Linked DNA regions of Sus scrofa: region 2 is linked to region 1. Evidence: chromatin contacts called from public HiChIP or PLAC-seq data. All regions are on one chromosome and are shown on one strand. The core of a region is the stretch at or near the end of the contact, and the rest is flanking DNA. Distances in the headings are between cores, read along the strand shown. Region 1 holds the start of LAPTM5 (lysosomal-associated transmembrane protein 5). Region 2 holds the start of SDC3 (syndecan-3).

Region 1 (3,165 bases), core at 220-2,719:
GTTCTGCTGGCCCCTGCTGGCCCCTGCTGTCCTCATCTCTAGCCAGCCTGGCCCTGCTGTTCTTGGGCAGAACAGAGCTTTTCTTGCTCCATTGGCTACCCAGCCAGGAAGTGCCAGGATTTGAACCCAGGCATGAGCCTTGGGACCAAGGTGTTAACCACTATACTGTACCAACTTTATGATGCCTGGTCTCAGCAAGGCAAAAAAAAAAAAAAAAAGAAAAAGAAAAAGAAAAAGACAGGCTTGAAAATGAAGCAGGGAAGGGCTTAGCCAGGTCACCCAGGAGCCCCAGGCTTGTAGAGACCTCTTGGTGTCATTGGCAAACAGAAAAAGTTTTGATCAAGTCCCCCAACCACATTTTGTAGGTCCCACAGAGAAACTCCTGCCAAGGAGAGGAGCTTAGAGAACTTTTATAACCTCTCCTGGTGCAGAGATGATGGGCAGCTATAGTGGCCAATCCTAACTGCATGAGCTCATGAGAGGGTGGGACTTCACGGCAGGTCCGGCTGTGTTCTCCACTGGACGTTTCACTTAGCAAGTGAGCTCAGTGTCTAGACAGAACAGGCTTCTGATGGGAATTCTGCAAATGCCTCATGCTCCCTTCCTTTATTGCAGTGTGGATGGATAACTTCTCGTGGGAGAAGGGAGTATACATCCCAGGGTAGATTGCTTAGTAGTCACAGTAGATTAATTCCAGCTTCTCCTAAGAGTGAGGGGGGAAATCCCTGATTGCGCAGGAGCAGTAGGGGGCCTCGAGGCTCACAAAGGAGGGCTTGACTGCAGGTCTCCCAGGTTACTGTGAGGCATCAGTGACCCAGCAGTGGGAAGAGCCTAGCCCAGGGCCTGACCAATAGTTGATGGGTTTGCTCAGCAATTATTCTTGTCCTGGTTCGGACAGAGTTTAGGAAGACATGCTTCTCTCCAAGGCTGGGGGTAGCGTGAAAACACCAGCCCTGAGGGGGCAGCTTCTAGCACCAGTCAAGCCTCGGCTTAAATCCCTATTCCTCTTCGGGTTAGCTGTGTGACTTCAGACAAATCACTTTCCCCCTCTGTGCCCTAGTTTCTTCATCTGTAAAACAGGAATAATAACAGTACCTCCCTCAAAGGATCGAGGAGCGCATCCGGGAACAGCCTTAGAACACAGAGGAACTACTAGACAATAGCTTTTGTAGCCCGACAGGCCTGGGTTGGAATCCTGCCCGCCCACGCTAACTGCTGTGTGATTTGGGGTGAATACCTTGACCTCTCTGGACCTCTGTGTCTCTGGCTGGATGTGGGATTGGTGACAGTCCCTGCTTCCAAGGATGGTGGTGAGTGTCCTGTATATAACCCCTTACCCGCCAGCCCTGGCACGTGGTAGGCACTGATGGTGCGAGGGTCTGCCCTCCCTGGTGGAGCCCCTCCCCAAAGTGGCAGGGGCCGCCTGTCATGCTCGATGGGGCCCTTCCCTGCTGCCCCGCCCCAGCTGTGACGCCTTTGCCCCTGCCTGTCTGAAGGGCAGGAAGGAAGTGAGGAAGGCAGCCGGCGGCTTCCCCTTTTCTGCCCTGCTCCAGGCGCCCAACTCCTTCCCTGCCAGCGCCTCGAGGAGGGGAGGTGGCACCATGAGCACCCGCACGGCCGCCACCCGCCAGACCTGCTGCTGCTTCAATGTCCGCATCGCCACCACTGCTCTGGCCGTCTACCATGTGGTGAGTGTGTGGGCAGCTGGGGGACAGCCGGTGTGCTTGTGAGAGCAGCACCCCTCCAATGGGAGGACCCCCTCTTCGTGGAACCCTGGACAAAGCCCTTCCCAGCTCTGGGCCTCGGCCTCCCACTCTGTCAGAAGAGGGAAGGGGGCCCAGCGGCAGCGGGCGAAGCGAGCAGCGGCGGGAGGAGGGGGTCCTTATTCTAAGCGAATGAATGCAAGTTCGGGTCCTCTCTGAGGCTCCGTTTGGGCCTCGGTGCAAAGGGACAGCTGTGAAGTCTTCCAGGTACAGACGGAGCAGCAGATGTGAAAGTGCTTTGGGAGCCAGAAATCTTGGGAGAAACGCAGGCTGGGATCGTAGCCAGGATATGGGGTCAGGTCACAGGCCCTGGCTTCCCCCCTTCCCCTGGGGCCTGGGCTGCTGGAAGGGACGAGAAGGACTCTCCCCTTTGTGCTTCTAGAGAGGCGGGAGAGGGCAGAGTCCTCTCGGCTTCCAGCTTCTGGGACAAGCCTCCTCCCCACCAAAGACAGCTCCATCTTGCATGGACGAGCAGGGTGACTTGACGGGCCCGAGGTCCTGGGGGGCCAGCCTAGGGGAATGGGCCCAGCGGGTCTCTTTTGGAGGCTGGTGTGCACAGGCAGGTTTGGAGTCTGTGTCATTAACTCAGAATGACCCTGGGGCTGGAGGCTCCCCCTTTGTCTTGGTGCCTGAAGGTTGGGGTCTCTGTTCTGCTTTGCCCAGACCCATCCCCCACTCCATGACTTCGAGCCACACCCAGTTCCCCTGCTCCCCAGCCCCCAACCCTGTGCCTCCCTCCCAGGGTGACTCAGGGCCTGTGGTTAACAGTTCTTTTATGAGCCTGGAAGGGCTTCCTCAAAATTAGCCTAAATCCGGCCTGCTTCGGTGGGCTGTTGTAAACTGCTCAGACCTGGCTGCATCTGCTTCCTGTCACAGGCTGAGCAGGCAGGGCTGTGGCTAGACCCCAGCCTGCAGAGGGCTGGGGCTATTCAGGGCTCAGTGCACAGTCTCTGGATCTAGATTCCTGTGTGCCAAATCCTGGCCTCATCCCTTCCTAGCTGTGCAGCCTCTGGCTGCTTACTTAACCTCTCTGAATGTCAGTTTGTCATCTAAAAAAATGGGCCCGAGACTAATAATGCATCTTTGGTCACTGTGAGGATCAAGGGAGTAAATATATGCAAGGCACGTAGCAGAGCTTGACAGGTAGTTGAGTATTTTATTACTAGGACTGCCCCAGACGCGGAGCCTGCTGCCAGCACACCTGTAAGTCAGCTGTCAGACCTCAGGGCCCTGGTTTGGGGCGGAGCTCAGAGGTTGCTCTGTTTAACTTCTGCCAGTGCAAGAATGATCCCGGAAGACGTAAATGGCACCTTGGCTGTGCCCAGGCTCTTGGCTGTCCCTGGGGCCTCTTCAAGCTTGTGTAACATTTTTGGAAGTGCAGGGTAGCAAGCAGGGGTGTCCC
Region 2 (3,193 bases), core at 163-2,662, 150 kb before region 1:
TCTCCAACTTTCTTTAGCCTTATATTTGCATTGTTTATCTTCAGCACCTCCTGGTGTAAGAAATTTTTTAAAAAAATTCTTAAAGCTATGTTCTCTTAAACTTTTGTAGGATTGGGGATCATAGAGAAGGAAAATTGGCAGCATGCTTTGGCAATAATTTATACTTCTTGATGTGTCAATATCGTCAAGATTCTTCTTCAATTAGTTATACTGTCACAGTTAACAATTTAAATCCATCCAATTTCTGACTTTAAATCTCATGTTTTACTTTTGTAAAAATAATAATAATTCCAGATAATTCATTTTTCTTCTGTTTTACGAACAGAAATACTTTCTCCTTTTATATTTACTACAGGAAGAATTTGGTTGTTTAGCAGATGTCACTGGAAGGCTGTTGCACTGTCACTTTATGTTCTTATAGACATACTAGCAAAGCTGAAATAGATATTTTCAATTCCTTTGGCGTTAGAGATATTTTACTGTTTCAATTTAAGTAAACACAGAAGAGAAAATTAGATATCCTTTAAATAAAATAATGGCTTAAGATAAACATATATAATCCATACACTTCCATCGCTGTATATTTTAGGTGGCATTAAATGGGTATTCACATATTGCAAATCCCAATTAAATGGTAACACAAACTCAAGTGGATCAACAGAGCTTAATAAACGGTGAAAAGGAGATTTAACGGCGTGTTCTGTTAGTATCTATGTAAAGGTTTGTTATGAAAGAAAACTTTGTTGACACACTCGCGATCTCTGAACTCTGCCATATAACCATTTTTGTTTAAGTACAGGAAGTTCATAGAAACAACAAGTTGACCCTATGGTCCTTTTTCTTCAGACACTTCTCTTCAGACTGTAATTTTTATATTGCTACCCCCACTGAAGCATTCTCTCTAAATTCTTTCATCGCCACCACCTTCGGTTTCCACAAAGCTCTCAGCGGACACTGTCACTTGTGTCATCCCCATCTTCTCATTTTCCATAATATGAAACACATTGTCACTTTTGGAACATTCCTTATAATGCTCCTTGTACTGTTCCCCCAGACAATGCATTCTCAATTCTTGAGTTCGTTAGTTTAAATGTATGTCTTCCACTCAGTTCCTATAGCGTGAGTTCAAATTGAAATGATAGAGTTTGTCCATGACTAATACAAAGACAGCTGGTGGTAACTGAATGCCCGCTGTGTGCTGGCCTCACTCCTCACCCCGGACACATTTCCTAACTTCTCTGGGTCTTGGCTTGTCATCTGTAAAGCGGGGACAATGTCAGAGTGCATTTTGGGGAGCAGTGCCCCGCACAGAGTCAGCTCTGCTTGAGTTCTGGTGGGGATACTGAGGTGTTCCCACTTCGGGGAGGAGGTGGTGACAGATAGCAGAGACTGAAAGCGGGGGAGGACAAAGATGGGGCTTGTCCAGGGGCGCTGGCAGGGGTGGGACCAGCCCTGCCTGAGGAAGTCGGGAAATTTCCCCAGAGGGGCCCAGGGGGCCGTGGGACCTCTGCTCCTGGGGCGGGGCAGCGGTGGACGCCTATGTGGATGGTGTTGGCAGGTGAAGGAGACCTTGAGATGCTGGGATGTGACTGCATGGCACAGGTAGGCGTGGGGGAGGGTGATCACGTGGAGCTGCGTGTGCTAGAACGTGGTGAATGCGTGCAGCTTTGAAGCCCAAGGAAAGCAGGTGGGGTAGCAGGTACAGGGGGTCAGGAGCAAGACGAAACCTGGCTCAGTTGGGGCTGGGACCAGTGTCTCTGAGGAGCAGCAGGTGGCGCTCCTGGCCTGCCCAGCCCAAAGACCCTCCCCTTTCCCTTCTCCCCAGGATGTCAGGGAGGAGGGCTGCTGCTTCCAGGGGTCTCAGAACTGGCAGGAACCTTGAAAGGGGAAGGAGGCTGTGCTCACTGCCCACACTGAGCAAGGAAACTGCCCTGATAGCTAGTTCGCTGAGCCTTGTACACCTGCCAAGACAGAGTACTCACGACCTCATGCCTTCTGTGGCCATCCAATTGCTCCAAAGCCCTTCCTTACACTGAGCTGACATCTGGCTTCTTGTACCTGCACCTAAACCCTGTTGGCCTCAGTTCTGTCCTTTGGGGGCTCCTCAGAGCCAGCTTGTTCCCTGAGCCAGTGGCAATCCGTCTGGGACGTGATGGTCCCTACATCCAGGTCCCTTACTTTATAAGAATCATCCCAGCCACCTTTACTGACCCTCCAGTACCGTGGCAGGCAGAGCTCATTTGATTGTCACAATCTGGCACTGGGCCTGGCACACACAGGCACTCAGTTTATCTTTGGATGACGAATGAATGAACGAGCAAAATGAACTCCCTGTGGTCATTTCCACATTGCAGTTGGAAAACTGAGGCTCAGAGGGGTACACTCACTTACCTAGGGTCACACAGCTCTCAACTGGCAGCCTTGAGATTTGAACCCAAGTATCTGCCCAAACCAGAGCCAGAGTTGTTCAATTCCATGCTGTGCTGCCTCAGCCAGCTCTCTACCTCTTGAGCCCCCTCAGCCCCTCTCCACCCATCTTCCCAAGGGGCCTATGGGTCAGAATTCCTACAGATTTGGGAATGGGATTCCCAGAGGCTGGGACCTCAGAATTCCCAGAGATTGCTGAAGCTCAGAGTCAGGAAGTATCCTTCCCTTCCTCCCCAAATCTCTGCCAAAGGGCAGCCAGCCTGGCTTTACCTATCTTTTAGAGAGGGGGCTCGCAATCCCTTTCAGGGAACACGGAATGGGTGGGGTTCTGCCTAATGTGGAGCTGACCTTTCTGCTCTGGACCTCCTCTCAAGGTGAAAGTCAAGTCCAGGTCTTTCTGACACACCCTCAAAATCATGTCTATTCCTCTGCCCCCAGCACTCTCCCCACTGGCTCCACCAGTCCTGGTTTCAGTTCCCTTCTCCTTGAGGGAATTGTTCCAGTTTCGGAGAATGACTTCCCATTTTTTGACAGCAGGCCCTGCCCTGGGTGTGGGGACATGGGGGCAAGGGCAAAGACCTCCAACTTGCCACCGTTAGCAAATAACCTCCCCTCTCTGGCCAGGGTTTCCCATCTACGAAAGGGAGACACTGACAGCACCTACTTGGTGGGGGTGCTCAGAGAATGTGGTGAGATAACCCACGTAAAGCCCTTGGTGCCATGCCTGGTGACTCAGAGCTTAATAAATAATCCCCCCCACCACCAC

What was found. HiChIP or PLAC-seq counts read pairs in DNA pulled down with a chosen protein or histone mark.
Region 2: an H3K27ac HiChIP or PLAC-seq map of alveolar macrophages shows a contact between it and region 1. The contact joins the promoter of SDC3 here to the promoter of LAPTM5 in region 1. A contact is called at or near these places in 2 of 2 datasets of contacts at active chromatin or transcription factors (alveolar macrophages and skeletal muscle).

What each region holds. Positions count from the first base shown.
Region 1 is chr6:87,388,675-87,391,839 of Sscrofa11.1, reverse strand. LAPTM5 (lysosomal-associated transmembrane protein 5) reads left to right here and starts at 1,469. Exons shown (of 8, transcript XM_003356262.5): 1 at 1,469-1,688. The coding sequence starts at 1,602.
Region 2 is chr6:87,533,908-87,537,100 of Sscrofa11.1, reverse strand. SDC3 (syndecan-3) reads left to right here and starts at 1,412. Exons shown (of 7, transcript XM_021097601.1): 1 at 1,412-1,602; 2 at 2,109-2,217. The coding sequence starts at 1,412.